Regions from separate parts of the Bicyclus anynana genome. Here region 1 is linked to region 2. Evidence: chromatin contacts called from public Hi-C data. All regions are on one chromosome and are shown on one strand. The core of a region is the stretch at or near the end of the contact, and the rest is flanking DNA. Distances in the headings are between cores, read along the strand shown.

The links. A called contact is a pair of places that touch in the nucleus more often than the background predicts.
Region 1: a contact with region 2 is called in a Hi-C map of whole larva, with 7 times the contacts expected there. The contact joins the promoter of LOC112050516 here to the enhancer-like site in region 2. A contact is called at or near these places in 2 of 2 Hi-C or Micro-C datasets (whole body and whole larva).

What each region holds. Positions count from the first base shown.
Region 1 is chr11:14,946,522-14,950,104 of ilBicAnyn1.1, reverse strand. It overlaps LOC112050516, which reads right to left and starts at 2,059. Exons shown (of 5, transcript XM_024088797.2): 1 at 1,678-2,059. The coding sequence starts at 1,801. LOC112050521 (BAG domain-containing protein Samui) reads left to right here and starts at 3,505. Exons shown (of 3, transcript XM_024088805.2): 1 at 3,505-3,583.
Region 2 is chr11:14,909,204-14,913,202 of ilBicAnyn1.1, reverse strand. LOC112050521 (BAG domain-containing protein Samui) reads left to right here. Exons shown (of 3, transcript XM_024088805.2): 2 at 2,367-2,511; 3 at 3,393-3,999. Among protein-coding and RNA genes, the nearest start is that of LOC112050513, 16 kb to the right of the region's middle. Within about 2 kb of position 2,457, at least 7 of the 8 cell types and tissues checked have open chromatin away from gene starts, as enhancers often do.

The DNA of each region.
Region 1 (3,583 bases), core at 810-3,309, 37 kb before region 2:
CTCTCAAAAACAATGGATTTTTTTGGGATAAAAGGTAGCCTATGTGTTAATCCCGGGTATCTTCATTTTAAATTTCAGCCAATTTGGTTCAGTAGTTGCAGCATTAAAGAGTGACAAACAAACTTTAGCATTTATAATATTTGTAGGATTGTTACATACAAGCAAATAACCAGTAATAAGCAGTCTATCACAGCCTACTTATTACCTACTTTAGAGTTTTAATCAAAATGCAAATTCACCCACAAAAGAAATGCAATGTTTAGAAAACTAATTCTAAAAAATACAGTCGCCACTTAGTTGATGAATTTTTTTGAAATCACGCTTGATGGTAAGCGATGATGCAGCTCAAGGTGACTTGCCTAGAAGATGCCTATTAAATCTTAACTTGTAGATACCCATATTGTAGGTGGTGGGGAAAACAGAAGCTGCAAGCAGTGTTGCCAGAAGGTTACTTTTGTAACCTTTTAGGTGATTTTTTGACTGCATTGGTAACTTTTAGGTTACATTAATAAAAAGGTTACTTTTACGTGATATTTCGGAATTTTTAGAATTAACTTACAATTTCGTATATCTAAAACAGAACGGTCGTTAAATCAAGAAATGCGGACAAATGCTCAAGAACTCATCGATGTTTCTGTGTCAATCTCACTATAAATGAAGACGTTACAATTGACGTTGCGAAATAAGCAAGTTGCAGTCACATTGAATTTCTTAAAAAAATCAAGTATGAATTTAAGAAATTAACGTCTATTGTTTTTTAATTCCTTGCTCTTTAATTGTATTTTTCTTATACCATAAGTAAAAGGCAAACAATCAGGGCCTTACTTAAGATGATTCTATTTACGAGTAAAATCTCCTTCGGTTTGTAGTAATTTAGTACTTGGTTACTGTTACGAATACTAGATTCGTAACAGACAGATATTAAAAAAAAAAACAAAATTACTTTAGCCCCCAGAGGCTGAAATGGTGGTTTAGCCATGCTGTGGAACGCAAAAAGCAAGAGTAGTAGTAGTCAAAAGGTTACTTTTTACACAAAAAGTATTACTGAGACGGGCAGCGTGACGTCAGGAATGTGTATTCAGCAATGAAAATCTTCGTATAGTTCCAACAAAGTGTATTATCACCAACAAAGATCGCGCTCGACTGACTACCAGACGACAAAATAATTACCGACTATGACTCAAACAGTTTTACAATTCAAAATGGTTTCTGTATCTTACAACTACTTTTTAATTATACAGTTTTACGGCTTAGTCTAACATTATGAAATTAATATCATTATAATATTTAAATTAATTATAAAATGTAAATAGTTTACTTTAATCTGAGTTTAAATAATAAAGCTAAAGATAGAATCTTTAGGTTTAGTCAAATCAGTATCTTATAAACGAAAAACTGTAATCATGACATTGAAGAATTATTATCAGCAAATAACAGACAATGTTTATAATAACATATAGATAGTTTAGTATATTTATAGTTTGTTAGATGGAACTCGTAGGCCCTCGTAACAAAAGGTTACTTTTTTTAATATTTCGGGTAACTTCTCATAAGATCCAACTGGCAACACTGGCTGCAAGAGCATTCCACATCTTTGCAGTGCGTTTAAGGAAAGAGGAACTAAACCGCTTAGTATAAAATAAGATATATTGAAGTCAATAAGTATGTATTACTTACCGGGGTCGGCGCATCTAATTTTTGTAAAGAAATGGTCGGCATAATAGTTGTTCATAACATAATTCGGATCAGAAATCTTTTCAAATAAAAGCCTCACTTTATTTTGTATTAAAACATTTTCCATGGTGATACAATTATTGTGTAAAGTTTTATCTTCCAAGATTATCAAAGGTTAGGTTAGTTTGTGTTACATTACATTCTGTAGCGTTAAAGAAACAAAATTGAATTACAGCTGAAATATTTAGCTATACAACGATAGATTAATTACTGACTTGAATATTATCATATAATTACGTACTTATTAATGATTTAAGACTAATATAATGAAAATGATAAGGATTTATCAATTACAAAACAAATATTGACCACAAATTGAAATTTTTGACAGATTTGTTTTCTTTTTATTTTTTGTCATAGGTATCATAGAGTAATTATAATTCGTCTGAGGTAGTGCTACCTTCAAAAAATTCATAAAAATACCTTAATTCAGTGAGATAGGTGCATATATACACAGATGATATGTCTTATATACATATAGGTGTCAAAGTGATATGTGTATGAAATGAAAATTTATATGGGAATTTTTTCAGGTATAAACCACCGCAGACGAATTTTAGAGGGACCTGCCTCGCTAGACGTTACCCCTTTGACAAAGTATAGGATCAAGGATTTAACGCATCGGGCGTCCACTGCAGGACATATACCATTTGCAGAGGCTTCCAAACATCACGATACTGAGCCGCCTGCATCCAGCAAAAACTTGCGACACGCTTGATGTCTTCAATCCACCTGGTGGGATTGGTCGACCAACACTGTGCTTTCTAGTGCGGGGCCGCCATTCAAGCACCTTGAGACCCCAATGGCCATTGGCTCTTCAAACTATGTCCATTACCGACCCATTGCCAGTGTTTCGAAGCTGAAGTGGCAATGGGGGATCTAACGCATTTATGAAAAAAGACGTTTTCGTCGTATAGTCCTAAAAGTGGCAGTTTGTGTAGTTAAATTGCATAACGGTCAACAACTCCTACTCGTAGTTTACTATAAGATAAAGATGCGTTCTATTTGTAAGTATTTGTAACATTTAAATATTATGTAAAAAGAAACGATTCTTCAACCGGAACAGCAAAACATCGATAAATTAGTTGAATATTCTGTGTTACGAGTCTAAGCGATGTGTTTGTTAGTCTGTGTAAAAATTATAGGAGTAGGAGTATTCGGCTCACTGATGAACACGAGTCTCCTTTTAAAACGAGAGGAGTTAGGCCTTAGTCCACCACGCTGGCCAAATGCGGATTGGCAGATTTCACACACATACAGAATTAAGAAAATTTTCAAGTATTTAGGTTTCCTCACAATGTTTTTCCTTCACCGTTTGAGACAATAATAAAACCGTGATATTTAATTTCTTAAAATGCACATAAATAAAAAGTTGGAAGTGCATGCCCCGGCCTGGATTTGAGCCTACACTCAAAAGCAAAGGTCTTATCCAGTACGTCTCTAGAGTAGATATGGGGACACAAAATTTATTGGAACAATGCATGTCCACAGCTAATTACTGTATGTCCACTACCTTCACAATCACCCTCAGACGAATTAAACTATTCCTCTAAGCCACCTCCATTCACCACTGACTATATACATACTCAGGAAATGGCATTTCCACATAATTATTATTAACTTCGGTAATTTTGTTTGTAACATTAATTTGAAATAAATATTTAAGTGTTTATAAAAACATCTTTTTGGGTTTAAATTATTTTTAAATTATTTTTTTGTATAATTTTGAAATATTCCATTAGACACATGCGTGTAAAGAATTTTTTTCATTGGAAAATGATTGTTCTAGAATGAGCACATCGCTGTCAAAAATTTATCTGCTGACTGAAAACTACATGTGAAACGCATG
Region 2 (3,999 bases), core at 1,208-3,707:
AACTTTATGTTTTAGCCTTGAAACCTACCTTCCAAAGCCTCGTCTTGGCTTAGCCTTGGCTATCGTAATTACTAAAAGTACGACTATAGGCTGACAAACTTTCAGCCTAACTAAAATGCGGTACGTCTGGCTATCGCACGCCTTCGATCCAGTGGACATTGCTCCTCGAGGTCAATGAACGGTTTCTTTTTTTTGCATTGATCAACATGTTTATCGACGAAGTAGTTGTATTGTATAAACCGATATTTTTTTCTGAAACTTTAGCTTTATTTATTATACACTCTGTATTTGTACACCGTGACCATTTATGGGTATAAAAATTAAACAAAAATACATAGGAATGAAAAGGTTGGTGGCCTTATAATGTCAGCCACTGTCGATAAAGTAATCTCACATGCCTGCAGCGCTAAAGACTCAGCCGATAAAACTGACCGTGTGTTAGTCGCGATGCCGATCGCGACCAACACGCGACCAGTTGCAATGCAACAAACACGACCCAAAAATATCCTTTACGATCCAGACGACGACATGACGACCGACAATGCTTCCCAGGCAACACAAACACAAGCTACACAGCGTCTTCGCCGGCGAAGACGAGGTCCCCGATATTTAACGTCACTCGGATGTGGGGTTTTTAACTCACTATCACCCTTCAAAAATAGCGAGCTGCTAGGCTATTATGTGATGATATTTTTATAACTCGCAAGTACGAGTTGAATTCACCTCTATCTCTCTCTGTTTAACACGATACTATAGAATGAGATAGATATCGGTGAATTCGAAACTCGCACTTGCGAGTTATAAAAAACATCGTGAGAATAGCTGTGCTGAGCCTAAGCCGAGGTCCGAGTCTCATAGGAGACGCCCTTGTAGAGTCGTTCCGTCCCTTTTTCTTCGTCAGCCTTCAGGCCTCATCAGGCGATGCCCAAATCCCCCAGTGACGCCGCTGCGGTCCCATAATGACCTTAGGCAATCACACAATCGGAAAAAAAATAACGAACGACGTAGGCAAATAATAGCTTGTCGTCAGTTAATTAAATAGCTTGTAAAAATAAAAAAAAACGTTTATGACATGTATTTAATATACAACTTCATCTCGGAGTCAGATAGGCGGGCGCGCGTAATGCGGGAGTCTGGAGAGGAGACATGTAAGGCCGCCTCTCGACCTTCCGCGCCGTAAATGGCGAGCTCTTCGCGATACTTTATACCTACTCGCTTTGCTGTCGCACGCTCCGCTGCCTCGATGTAATTAATTTGAGATTGCTAATTTACATTCGTTTAAACGGAGACCAATTATTGTTATTGATTCGTACGCTGTCTTGCTATGACGTTACACTGTATCTTCAGATACGGTGTTTTGTGGTAACACTCTTAAATGAAGTCCTCGCCACGCACATACTCGCCCGCGACTTTGTCCGCGTGGAATTCAGTTTTTCACAAATCCCGCTGAAACCATGGATTTTTCCGGGATGAAAGTAGCCTATGTGTTAATTCAGAGTAAAATCTATTTCCATTCCAAATTTTTAGCCAAATCACTTCAGTAGTCTCTGCACAAATGAGGAACAAACACACTACTTACTTAGTGTGATGTGCAGTGTGATTTATAAATAAATTAAAAAAAAGTCTCAAAAAAATCTGATTAATACTAACCTAGCCTAGTCTCAAATACTAGGGTACTAGCAAAGAACTGATTTTGCAAAATTAAATGTTTTATAGATACAGTGTTTCGTTGCATCAAACATCATCCTAAACTTGCCAACCCTTAAGGACTGAAGTACTCGTAGCGTGATGCGGCAAAGCTCCATATTCATATATAGGAGCGACTCTATCTGTTGAAATGATATAGTAATCCTGTCAATTTAAACATTCGAAGTTACAAAAATTCCCACCAAGCCTAATATCGGTAAGATTGTTTAAAATATCATTAAAAATAAAATCTGAAAGTTCCCCATTTTTCCCCTGTAAGGAAAAAATATTACAACTTTTTGAATCGTTATATCTCAAAAACGGTGGCTAGTAGAAAAAAAGTATTAATAAATTTTTTGTAGATAATTTTATGATCTACAATTTTGTTTAAGGTATTTTTATGATAAAACTTACCGTTTTGCTGAAAATCGCGAAAAACTAATTTTTTTGACCTTTGACCTTAAATAATTTTTTTTCCTTACAAGGGAAAGATGGGGAACTTTTAAATTTTGTTTTTAATGATATTTTAAACAATCTTACCGATTTTCAGCTTGGTGGGAATTTAGGTTACTTTACTCTTATTTTTGGTTTAATTTGACCGGTCTATAGAATTATTTATCATAGTGTAAAACAAACAGTATTGAATATCTAAAGAAACGATGTTGTCTGTCCTCCCTCAGCGCGGTTTCCCGTTCGACGAGGAGGAGGGCACGGGCGCGTGGAGCGAGCTAGCGGCGCGCCACCCGGACATCGCGGCGCGACTGCGCCAGCGCCCCTCCACCTGGGCCAGGAAGCGGCGCCCCTCCAGCCAGGACGGCGTACACGGTAACGGATCACTTACTTAAAGCTTGGCAACATCGTTCGCAACACTCCCGATGGTCCGCGCGGGCCGGAGGGCATGTAGATTCATCGCTACATGTACATCGCTGTAAAACCCACTGATGCACCTCACTTCCCCGCACGTACGATTTCACACTTTCTTTCCCCCCGTCGCCCGCATATCATGGGAGTGTCATTATCGAACTTGCCAGACTATAGGCTTCTGTCCCATTAGTGCCATTGCATCGTCACAGCTAATAGGTCATTCCGTATATTTTAAAGTAGCCTGCGGTTTCAACCGCGTAATTCACATTCCGGTGAGAATACGGGGATAAAATATAGCTGTGATACGTACAAATAACGTGTATTTTAGTTAGAATTTTCAAAATCGGTTTAGTGGGTCCAGAGTGTTAAACCCTTAAAGTGTTTTTCAGATAGCATGTATGGTGACAGTCGCCACTACCACTTACTTTACCTCTTTATGATATTAGTATAGATGTCACATTAAAGCGTTGCGTCGCCGTCGCAAGTGACGTTTTACTAGATTGACGGGCGACGAGACGAGGGGAGGGGAGGGTGATGCACTGTCAGAGATCGGGCATGACGATGGACAGGGTTGTGACTTATGACCAAAAAAACTAATGAGGCATCGCCCTTAATGTACACTCATTTTAGACATACCTATATGTTATGATTTTCATGTGCAAGTTTAGAAATTAACTTAATTTCTTAAAAGTTACTATCCTAGATGGCATTGCAATGGTAATTGCAATGTTCAATTGTCAAAGTAATCTTGAAATTTAATTAAAACTAAACATTAAACATAGTTTTTCAAAAAAAATATCTAGACCAATGAAACTAAAAATGTTATTATTCCGTTGTTGCAGACACAGCCGACAGTTTCGGTGATTTCGACAGATTCCCCTTCGACGACATCCCGCAAGACTTCAGAGAACACTTCCCCTCGCATTGGAACAGGAGGTTCGGCTCACGGGAGGAGCCCTTCCAGCAGCCGCCCAGCTCCCCGCCGCAGTCGCCGCAGCAGCAGACCATCGCCACACAGACTGAGCACGACGCCGGGCCCTCGCACGACGAGCAGACCTTACCCCAGTACGGCCTACGGAACACAGTTGATCTAGGACAAAAGAGCGCCACAGACCCCAGCGTCGTTGATGCGGACGAGAGAGCGCACAGGTCTATGTCAGCGCCCCCCGACCAACGCACAGTGAACCCCAACAGCAAAATGAGCGGACACAACCAGGACCACCCGCACCCGCCGCCGCAGCCCGAGCAGCATTCGAACGTCCGGCACATCCCTATATTCGTAGAAGGCAGAGATGAGCCCGTGATAAACAGATCCGTCGACCACGGTACTCACTACGCCGACCCCAAACCCACATATGTTCCTCCGCCTCAACCACATATCGATAGAGAACAGTACTTCGCAGATGAGGGTCCCGTTGGTTTCCCGTTCTCGAAGAATTTCTTCAGGCA